3 separate regions of the Rattus norvegicus genome follow, and regions 1 and 3 are each linked to region 2. Evidence: chromatin contacts called from public HiChIP or PLAC-seq data. All regions are on one chromosome and are shown on one strand. The core of a region is the stretch at or near the end of the contact, and the rest is flanking DNA. Distances in the headings are between cores, read along the strand shown.

Evidence for each region. HiChIP or PLAC-seq counts read pairs in DNA pulled down with a chosen protein or histone mark.
Region 1: an H3K27ac HiChIP or PLAC-seq map of oligodendrocytes shows a contact between it and region 2, with 7 times the contacts expected there. The contact joins the promoter of Ddx52 here to the promoter of Heatr6 in region 2. A contact is called at or near these places in 1 of 12 Hi-C or Micro-C datasets (hepatocytes) and 1 of 1 datasets of contacts at active chromatin or transcription factors (oligodendrocytes).
Region 3: a contact with region 2 is called in an H3K27ac HiChIP or PLAC-seq map of oligodendrocytes, with 3 times the contacts expected there. The contact joins the promoter of Synrg here to the promoter of Heatr6 in region 2. A contact is called at or near these places in 1 of 12 Hi-C or Micro-C datasets (hepatocytes) and 1 of 1 datasets of contacts at active chromatin or transcription factors (oligodendrocytes).

Annotation. Positions count from the first base shown.
Region 1 is chr10:69,320,822-69,323,823 of GRCr8, forward strand. It overlaps Ddx52 (DExD-box helicase 52), which reads left to right and starts at 1,305. Exons shown (of 15, transcript NM_053525.1): 1 at 1,305-1,397; 2 at 2,378-2,576. The coding sequence starts at 1,311.
Region 2 is chr10:69,131,028-69,133,845 of GRCr8, forward strand. It overlaps Heatr6 (HEAT repeat containing 6), which reads left to right and starts at 1,521. Exons shown (of 20, transcript NM_001079897.2): 1 at 1,521-1,759. The coding sequence starts at 1,541. Wfdc21 (WAP four-disulfide core domain 21) reads left to right here. Exons shown (of 3, transcript NM_001003706.3): 3 at 32-178.
Region 3 is chr10:69,345,792-69,348,512 of GRCr8, forward strand. Synrg (synergin, gamma) reads left to right here and starts at 1,322. Exons shown (of 23, transcript NM_053419.2): 1 at 1,322-1,436. The coding sequence starts at 1,366. LOC134480841 (a long non-coding RNA gene) reads right to left here. Exons shown (of 2, transcript XR_010055717.1): 2 at 2,645-2,721.

The DNA.
Region 1 (3,002 bases), core at 55-2,554, 190 kb after region 2:
GTCTTCACTTAATCAACTAGTGATCTTCATGTCTACAAACATAACAATTCCATTGGTTTAGGTCTCATTCTCACCAAAAGGATGTGCTTCCTTTATTCTTAGTTCAGAAAATGGCATGCCATCAACCCAGTCCAAACCATAGTATTTAGTTTTCTTTAGAACTATTTCCTCAGCCCACACAAACTCCATCGACTACATTAATCTCTACCTCCAAACTATATCCCAAATCAATCCACACTTCTACAGATATCAACCCAAAGGCAACATCGTTTCTTCTTTAGTCTCCATTTCCACTCTTATCTGTTCTATGTCCCTTTTCCAAATAACTCCAAATAAACATGTATGATACTTTCACACATTCATTCATCAAACATTTGTTGAAAGAAAACAGAACCAGGGATCCAATAGTAAAGCAAAAATAGATCTTCATATTCCTGGACTTACATTTCAGAAGAAAGGTTAATACAAAAATAAAAAAGTTGAGTAATTCAAACACAATGAAAATGAATCTAAAAATCAAATGAGATAAACTAAGATAGCTGCCCCTTCCACAGATTTTGTTTTTGTAGCACGTTTACATTAAAATCTAAATACTCAAGCGCAAAGCCCCGGGTTCGGTCCTCAGCTCCGGAAAAAAAAAAATCTAAATATTTCATCATGCCCTTGTTATAGTTTTGAGATCTGGTTTGTTTGCCCCTGTTAGCTACAGCCACTCTGACTTTCTTTCTTCATTTCTTCCTTCGTCCCTCCCTCCTTCTTTCCATCCCGTGACACCCCCCCATCCCCCCCCCACACACACACACAAAACACCCTGTCTTTCCTTCTTTCTGTGGCACTGGAGAGAAACTCAGATCCTGGTTTCTGTTCTAACAAAGTTTCAGACCCTTTCCATTCTTCAGATGGGTTTCCTCTTATCTGGAATGCTGTTTCTACGTCTTGGGAAAGTGGCCCCTTCTCAGTTCAAACATTTGATTGAACTTAAGCAATCTAACTAAAGTAGCTTCGACCCCCTTCTCTGTCCATCACACCTTTTAATTTGTTTCACAGCACTTCCCGTTTTCCTCAGTTACAGTAACTGGTTAATAGTATCTCTGTCCTTGCTAAACTGTAACCTAATGTGCAGAATCTTGGCGTGTTGCTCATCAAACTATCACTAAAAGTCTAGAATAACCCCTCCAACGTTCCATGCCAGTCATGGCCAGGCTCCGCCTCCTGGAGCTACTTCCGCCCACTGCCTGTCCGGAAGGAGTCGCAGAGAGAGAAAGTCGTAAACGCAGGCGCTGTGAGGCTGTGGGGGCTTCTGGGTAAAGATGGATTCCTACGATCTGTTTCGCCGGCTCGGAGCCGGCGCCAAGTTCGACGTGAAGCGGTTCTCAGCAGACGCTACTCGATTCCAGGTACTTTCTGTACGCAGGGAGCCGAGTGACCGAGAAGGGGCGGGATCTGGAGAATGAGACCGGTGCCAGCCGGGCAGCCGGCACGCTGGATGCCCCGAAGCCCGGCTCCGACCACCTGGAGCATTTCCCTCCTTTGGGATTCAGCTTGACCTAAGATTTACCCCAGACTTCTGAATGATTGTTTGCTGAGCTCTGGTAGACTCAGTTGAGCCTGGCACAGATACTTTTGTTTCCCGGCTTCTTACTTTACTCACAAAGTTGGAATCCTTTCCGAGGCCCCTTAGAAACTAAGAAAGCACTTTTTCACCGTAGCCTACCCAGGTTTGACTTAATATGCAGATAAACTGTACTGTAGTGGACAGTTTTTTCCCCCATCACTCCAACCAACGGCATTTTAAGAAAACAACGAGAAGAGTGATGGTGAAATAAGGGGATTTCTTAGAGATGTAGTGAGCATGAAGGAAGTCAGTTGGGGCTCACTTGTGAAACATTTTAAACATAACCTTACTGTAAAAGAACAGCCTTTATGGAAGGTGATGTCTGTATTTCTTCGTCCTGACTGAGGTGTTGTGGTTACATTTGAACACTGGAGCAGGGTTTTCTGGAACCAAATGCTGTGTCTGCTAGTGAATATTTCTAAGATCTTCGATATGTTACTTCCTGATATCTGGATTTTTTTTTCTTCTGTCTCACTGCTATTTACCTTGTAGGGTTGGTGTGAGAATGAAGTAATTTAAACCTAATAAACATCCTAGTAAATGTATAAGTATTCATTGCTGTCGTTGTTACTGGTAGGAGGCCAGAGAGGGTTTTTGTTTGTTTCGATTCCATTTGCCTGAACACACTACTTGGCTCAACAGATTCTTGTTTAAAAGGGTGAAAAGGGTGAATTACTGAACTTGAGACCTCCATATTGCTAGTCATGGGTGAATGGAAACAGTTCTGGCAGTAAATTTCATTTAAAACTTTTGGGGTTTTAGGTAGGAAAAAGAAAATTCGGTTCTGATTCTTCAGAGACCGTGAAGGGACTAGACTTCTTCGGAAACAAGAAATCTGTCTCAGATGAGTGTGGAGGATTACAAACACAGCAGGAGCTCCAAAATGAGGAGACAACAGAAGGGGGCCTGCTGGAAAGGAGTAAGGAGCCGAAGAAGAAAAAGAGAAAGAAGATGACTGCAGGTTAGTGTTGGCTTTCTGCTCATTTTTTTTCCAGTTACAAAACAGTATGAGCTGATACAACACATACCCATTCCTTGGATTATACCCAGGTACTGGCTGTTGATTGCTGCTGTAATGCTAGTTATGCATTGCCTTTGGAGAATAATAATCCAAAGTGGGAGTGCTCTGTGAAAAGATAGGCACCACTTCCTTAGAGTAGATACCGCAGACTGACTTCCCACACCTTTGCCTGTACTGGGTTTTTTATTTGACAACAAGGATTCCCAATCTCCCTGGGATTGGAGGCTAGGGAAACGGAATAGCACATACAGATGTCACAAGATCTGAGTCTGATTCCCAGAACCCACATAAAGGTGAAAGCGTAGAACTGAGTTCACAGCCAGGCCATGTCGCTGAGTTCAAGGCCAGTCTGGCCGCCAGGGATAC
Region 2 (2,818 bases), core at 271-2,770:
TCTCTAAATTACTGTTCATTTCTTCCTTTAGCTTCTACCTGGGGGGAAAAATGGCTGTTGGAGCTCTGTGACCAAGGAAACAGTTGAAAATGGAGGCCATGCATGGAGATTCCAAGGAACACATGGGGAGGGACAAGGCGGTGTTTCTTTTAATAAAGCATTAATGTAAAAGTCTGCACACTACTTGAGTTATTTGGTTAGAGATTCTTATGGTTTGAATATGACATGTCTCTGGTCCATAGCTGATGGCACTGTTTAGGAAGGAGGGGACTTGCTGGAGGAGGTAGGTATATCTTGCTGGGGTATTTTATCCTGGGCCTGACTTGTTTCTTGCTGCTTCCTGGTTTCTTTAGGTGAGAAACCCCAACCAAACACTCCTGTTGTCGTGATAATTCTGCTTTACTCCAGAGCAAATCAGGAGATCCAGCCAAGCATAGCCTTAAACCCCCTAAAATTGTGCACCAGAAAATTTAATAATAATTGTAATAACAACAACAACAACAACAACAATAATAATAATAATAAATCCTCCTTCCTTTAAACTGTTTCTCTAATCCTAATCCTAATCGTGGAAAAGCTACTAATGCCAATATGTTAAGTTCTGATGGCATATATCCTTGTGGGTGGCAATATGTGTCCACCAAGAAAATGAACATACCTATTCTGTGGTCATCACCAACTGAAGGAGAAAAAATATACAGAGTTCCCAGGGAGACCTCTGAAGACTTCCTGAATTGACCAGAGTAACATGGTAGGTGCCCCTACACACCCACCTCCTACCCCGAGACTGGAAACTCACAGCTTAGCGTCAGTATTCATAATACATCAGTACACATAATACAAAGGCCAGTCAGTCTTGAATACTTATGTGGGTCATATATGTCATTAAGCCCAGACAGTTCACACCGTCTCTTTATGGTGGTAAGAACCAAGCTCTATATCCTTCTAGCTCAGTGCAATATTTGAACATATCTTAAGCATTGCTTCAAATACTCTAGGTTTTTAACGTTTTTTTTTTTTTTTTTTTTTTTTTTTGGAGCTGGGGACCGAACCCAGGGCCTTGCGCTTCCTAGGTAAGCGCTCTACCACTGAGCTAAATCCCCAGCCCAATACTCTAGGTTTTAAGCAAGGAAAACCATTGCTGTAGCAACCCGATTATCTCTCTGGATGGGGGTATGTTGTGCCTGGGGATAGGGGGAAATCAAGGACTCCGATAAGATGTCCTATCAGAACATCAAGAGTAGAAGGAAGTCACATAGCTAACTTTTCTGCCACTGTCATCTACAAGTGTGCTCGCCAACTCCAGCCAGAATCTGAAACTCTCGCAATGTCAGCCCTGCCTGGGAGCAAACTTTCTGAGAGGGTAAGGACAGTTGGGTGGCAAATTTCCAGGCCTTATTTCTGCCACTTTTTCCCTATCCGAATCACAGCACCGCCTGCAACCTGTAGCGCAAATAAAGGCTTTCCGGAACTAGAGCACGCGAGGCCCTGCCCCAAGCGGTGCCCCGGAAGTATTTCCCAAGCTATTCACGTAGGAAAAATGGCGGCGGTGCAGGTCGCCGCCTCTCTTCCTTGTGAGCAGCCGCGAGAGGCCCCGCGGGAGCTGTCCCTGGAGCAGAACAATGGGTTCCGCCGCTTGTCTGCCAGGCTTCGCGCGCTGCAGCCGGATGACAGCACTGTGTCCCGCATGGAGATCCACCTGCTCTTCGACCAGCTCATCTCCGAGAACTACTGTGAGGGCGGCGGCGTGGCCCCGGAGGTAGGCAGCGCGCTTCACCCTGCCGGGACAACGGCTGGTTCCTCCCACCGGCTCCTCCGGGTCTCACCCGCGTCCCGGATGACTTAGTTCCAGGCTGGCTCTCTCCCTCGGTCCGTGCCGTATTCTCTGCCCTCCATCTGAAAGCTCGTAAGCCAGCATCTTTCAAAGGCTTCTGCTCTAAAGCCCTCAGCTGCCATCTCTGGTGAGCGATTCCAGGAATGTCGGAACGAGGATAGTCTTAGTCGATTTCGCTGATGAACACACTGAAGCTCACAAAGATCCAGCGTCACGGTTTTGGCAAATGGCAGAGCTAGATTGGAGCCTAAATTTGCCATAAGACCTGTATTTTCTGCTTTGTTTCTGCACTAGTTCCCATTTGCCTCTACCTCTGCTGTCAGAGTGATCTCATTCATACACATCAGATCGCTAATTCCCAGAGTCCTCGAGCCAGTCCTACCCAGGAGGATCTCAAACTTGATAGCTCGCAAAGATAAATACATTGTCTCCCACGCTTCTAATCCCCAGTTCATTCTACCCTACCCCACCCCAGATATACACAAGACGTGCACACTGCTTCTTTTCTTTATCCCGGAGCCTGTTGAATTAAAATTCTTCAGAGTCTGTCTCAAACATGTCTCTCAGTTCACTTGCTCTTCTCTATTCTCTTTGGCTGTGTTTTCGGGTTAGGCAAAACAGTTTTTTCCTGGACTATTCCCCTGGTCTCTCACCAGTCTTCCTCCACTCGAGCCCCTTTGCAGACTAGTCTTTGCCAGAGTCTACTGTTTGGGTTAAAAAACCAAAACAATCCATACAAGTGTAAACGAATCAGAGATTTTCAATGGATATTGGCAAATAGCAGAAGCAAATGGATGATCCGTACAGTAAGAGACAAATATGGGGCTCAAGGCTATAAGGGGGGAGAGGGGAATCCAGAACTGCTCACCACATATAAGGTAGCAGAGTGGAACTAAGTGAAATTAAGAGAACTTTTCATTTATATACTTTGATAGTTTGCACAACAACATGTGTGCCTTTTCAGTCTTCTCTCTTGTTTCTCCT
Region 3 (2,721 bases), core at 72-2,571, 210 kb after region 2:
TGCTTTCATTTTAGACCTTCAGCTTTTTTCCTGTGTTTTAAGACTAAAAGTACCTCCTATCTTTGTGTCTGAAGCTTTGTAAACTCACAACAGATATTCCTTCAACAAGCATTTAGTTTATTTTTCTTTTAGAACGGCACCACTAACAGCACCACTCTCGAAATTAATGGCAGTGATGAAGTAGAGAAACATTTGTGTGGTGTGAGACCGTGATCTCAAAGCATCTGAGCCGGAATGGAACTCCGATGGGAACTGTCCTTGGAAGGGTGCAGATAGAGATGCTAACAGATCACTTTAACAATCCCTACTTCATTGTTTTCTCTTCATTCTTTCCTGAGCAACTACCCAATCCATGAAGTAGCTACAAAACTTGTATCAGCTTGTTTTGTCAAAGGGTCAGTAATGGATTTAAACTCCTATATCAGTAAGGACTCTCCTACATAAATGTTAGCTTTGACCAGGGAAGAGGAAGAGTGAAATAGTAAACAAGACCAAACAACAAGAAAAAAATCTACAAATAATGGGTATGGTCCTAGTTAAAGGACCAAGGACTCTGGGGACAACACTGGCCTGGACACACTGCAGCTGCAAGATCTGAGCATATGACAAGAACTTCTTTAAAGATTGATTTTTCTCATTTCAAAAATAGCAGTACTAACTCATAGGGACACCAGAGATCTAAATGCACATAAAACTGACTGGTCTAGTAAACTAATAACCTGTTATAATTGTCTCTTAGCGAAAGCTGTAAAGCAAGAAGTGGCAGGGACTGGTTGTGATAAATCCATTATCAGAGCTTGACAAACTTTACTTTCAACACATTTTACTTCCAGGTAGCTTGATTAGGGGTGGAGGTGTCAAAGGAAAAATACCCTGTGTGGGCTCAGTATAATTATGCTTGTTGCGTCTCACGACACAAAAGTAGTGCATCTTGAAGGATATCCTCTTCGTGTGTATTGAGTTCATGTGTGCTTTTGGTTGGCTTAAGTAAAAAAAATACTGTCAGTGCCTGTGATGGATGCTGAAGAGAGTCAAGAGTGCCGAGGGAAAAAGCTATAAAGGCCGTCTAGGATCCGCCAGTTGTGTAAAGGAACAGCAGAAGAGCACCTGTGTTCCATCATCCGGTTAATCAGGACCTACTGTGTGCACTAATGAAGATCCACATTTGCAAAGTAACTACACCAGCCGCAGTGATATGACTCCTGCAGCATGCGGCGGGGCTGCGCCGCTCGTGCCCGAGGGCTGTGAGTCACGTGGGCGCGCAGCCCCGCCCCGTCGTCGGCCGGGACTTGGTGGGGTGGTGTCTGCCCCGGAAGTGCCTGTCTTCGGCTGACAGCTGCTGGCGCGGTGGCGGCCCCGAGCAAGATGGCGCTGCGGCCGGGAGCCGGAGCCAGCGGCGCGGCGGGGGCGGGCACAGGGCCCGGCGGGGCAGGCAGGTGGGTCGGCGGGGCGGGGCGCGGGACCGGCGGAGTGGGCTGGTGGGTCGTCGGGATGGGCAGGTGGGGCCGGGCGCAGGGGCGACGGTTGCGAAGCGCGAGCGTCCTGGGGACTCGCGGGGAGCGCGCTCGGGTGCAGGCTCCGCCGCACCTGCCGCGGGGCCTCGAGCACTCGCGAGTCCCTTCCAGGCTTGCTGGGCTCGAGATGGTGTTGGAGCGAAGGCTGTGACAAAGCCGGAGGAACCGTTTTAGGAGTGTAGAGTATTGTCTTTCTTCTCATGGAGCGCCCTGTCAAGTCCTTTTCTTTTCTTCACTTACAAATGGGAAAAATCTGAAGACCTTTGAATTAGTCATTGTCTTGAGATAGAGCTCGTCTAGATAAAAACTCTTAAAATTTGTCTGTCATTTTGAAACAAAGAAAATTCACTGACCAAGAGTAGTTATGCTCTTGTTAAAACAAAAGCTTCCAGACTTTATTGTCTTTTAAAAATAAAAGTCTGCTTGCTCTTTGTTACATTTCAGATCATTTTTAGCCTGAGCCTCCTATATCCAGAATGGTAAAGGGGCATTGTAACTTAAGTTCATTTTCATTTAACGAAATGTTTGATTCCAGAAAGTCTACACCCATTTCTATCATGACTCAGTTTGTATTTAATTAGTTAACATACAGCACACACATTCCGAGATAAAATTAGCTTTACATTTTTAAATATCCTAAGTTATCTTTGGAAAGCAAAGTTTCAGGTTTTTTCATGTATAGTTTAATTTTGGAGTCACTTAACACTCCAAATGTGTAAAAGATTTTAAAGTTACCACCTCTTACAGGTGCATATGTGATTGATATACACACACACTCACTCACTCACTCATTCACGGAAGAAAAAAAGCAGCCACTTGAATAAAGTAACTGTGTGTGGCCGGTTTTCTGCTTCCTCTACAGTCTTTGACTTTAAACTTAAAATGTTTTACTTCCTCCTCTTAGTGGTCATTAGAAATCACTTTTGCCTGCAGAATATATAACACATGATGACAGTTTCTAAAATGGCATTCCTAAATGGCATTAATCTATATCAAATGTATGATTAATAGTGGGACTAGTCCTAGAAAATTTCAAAGAATTTTATGTTTTAGGTGCAAATTTTTTCTTTATAAAAAAAAAGGGGGGGGGGAAGAACCCAGGGTATAGAAAAATGAAGTGCATGTCTCAGTTTCGTTTATAGTATTTTAATGTCACTGGTCTAATCAGCTGCGCTGGTGCATGCCTGCAATCCAGCTCTGAGGAGAT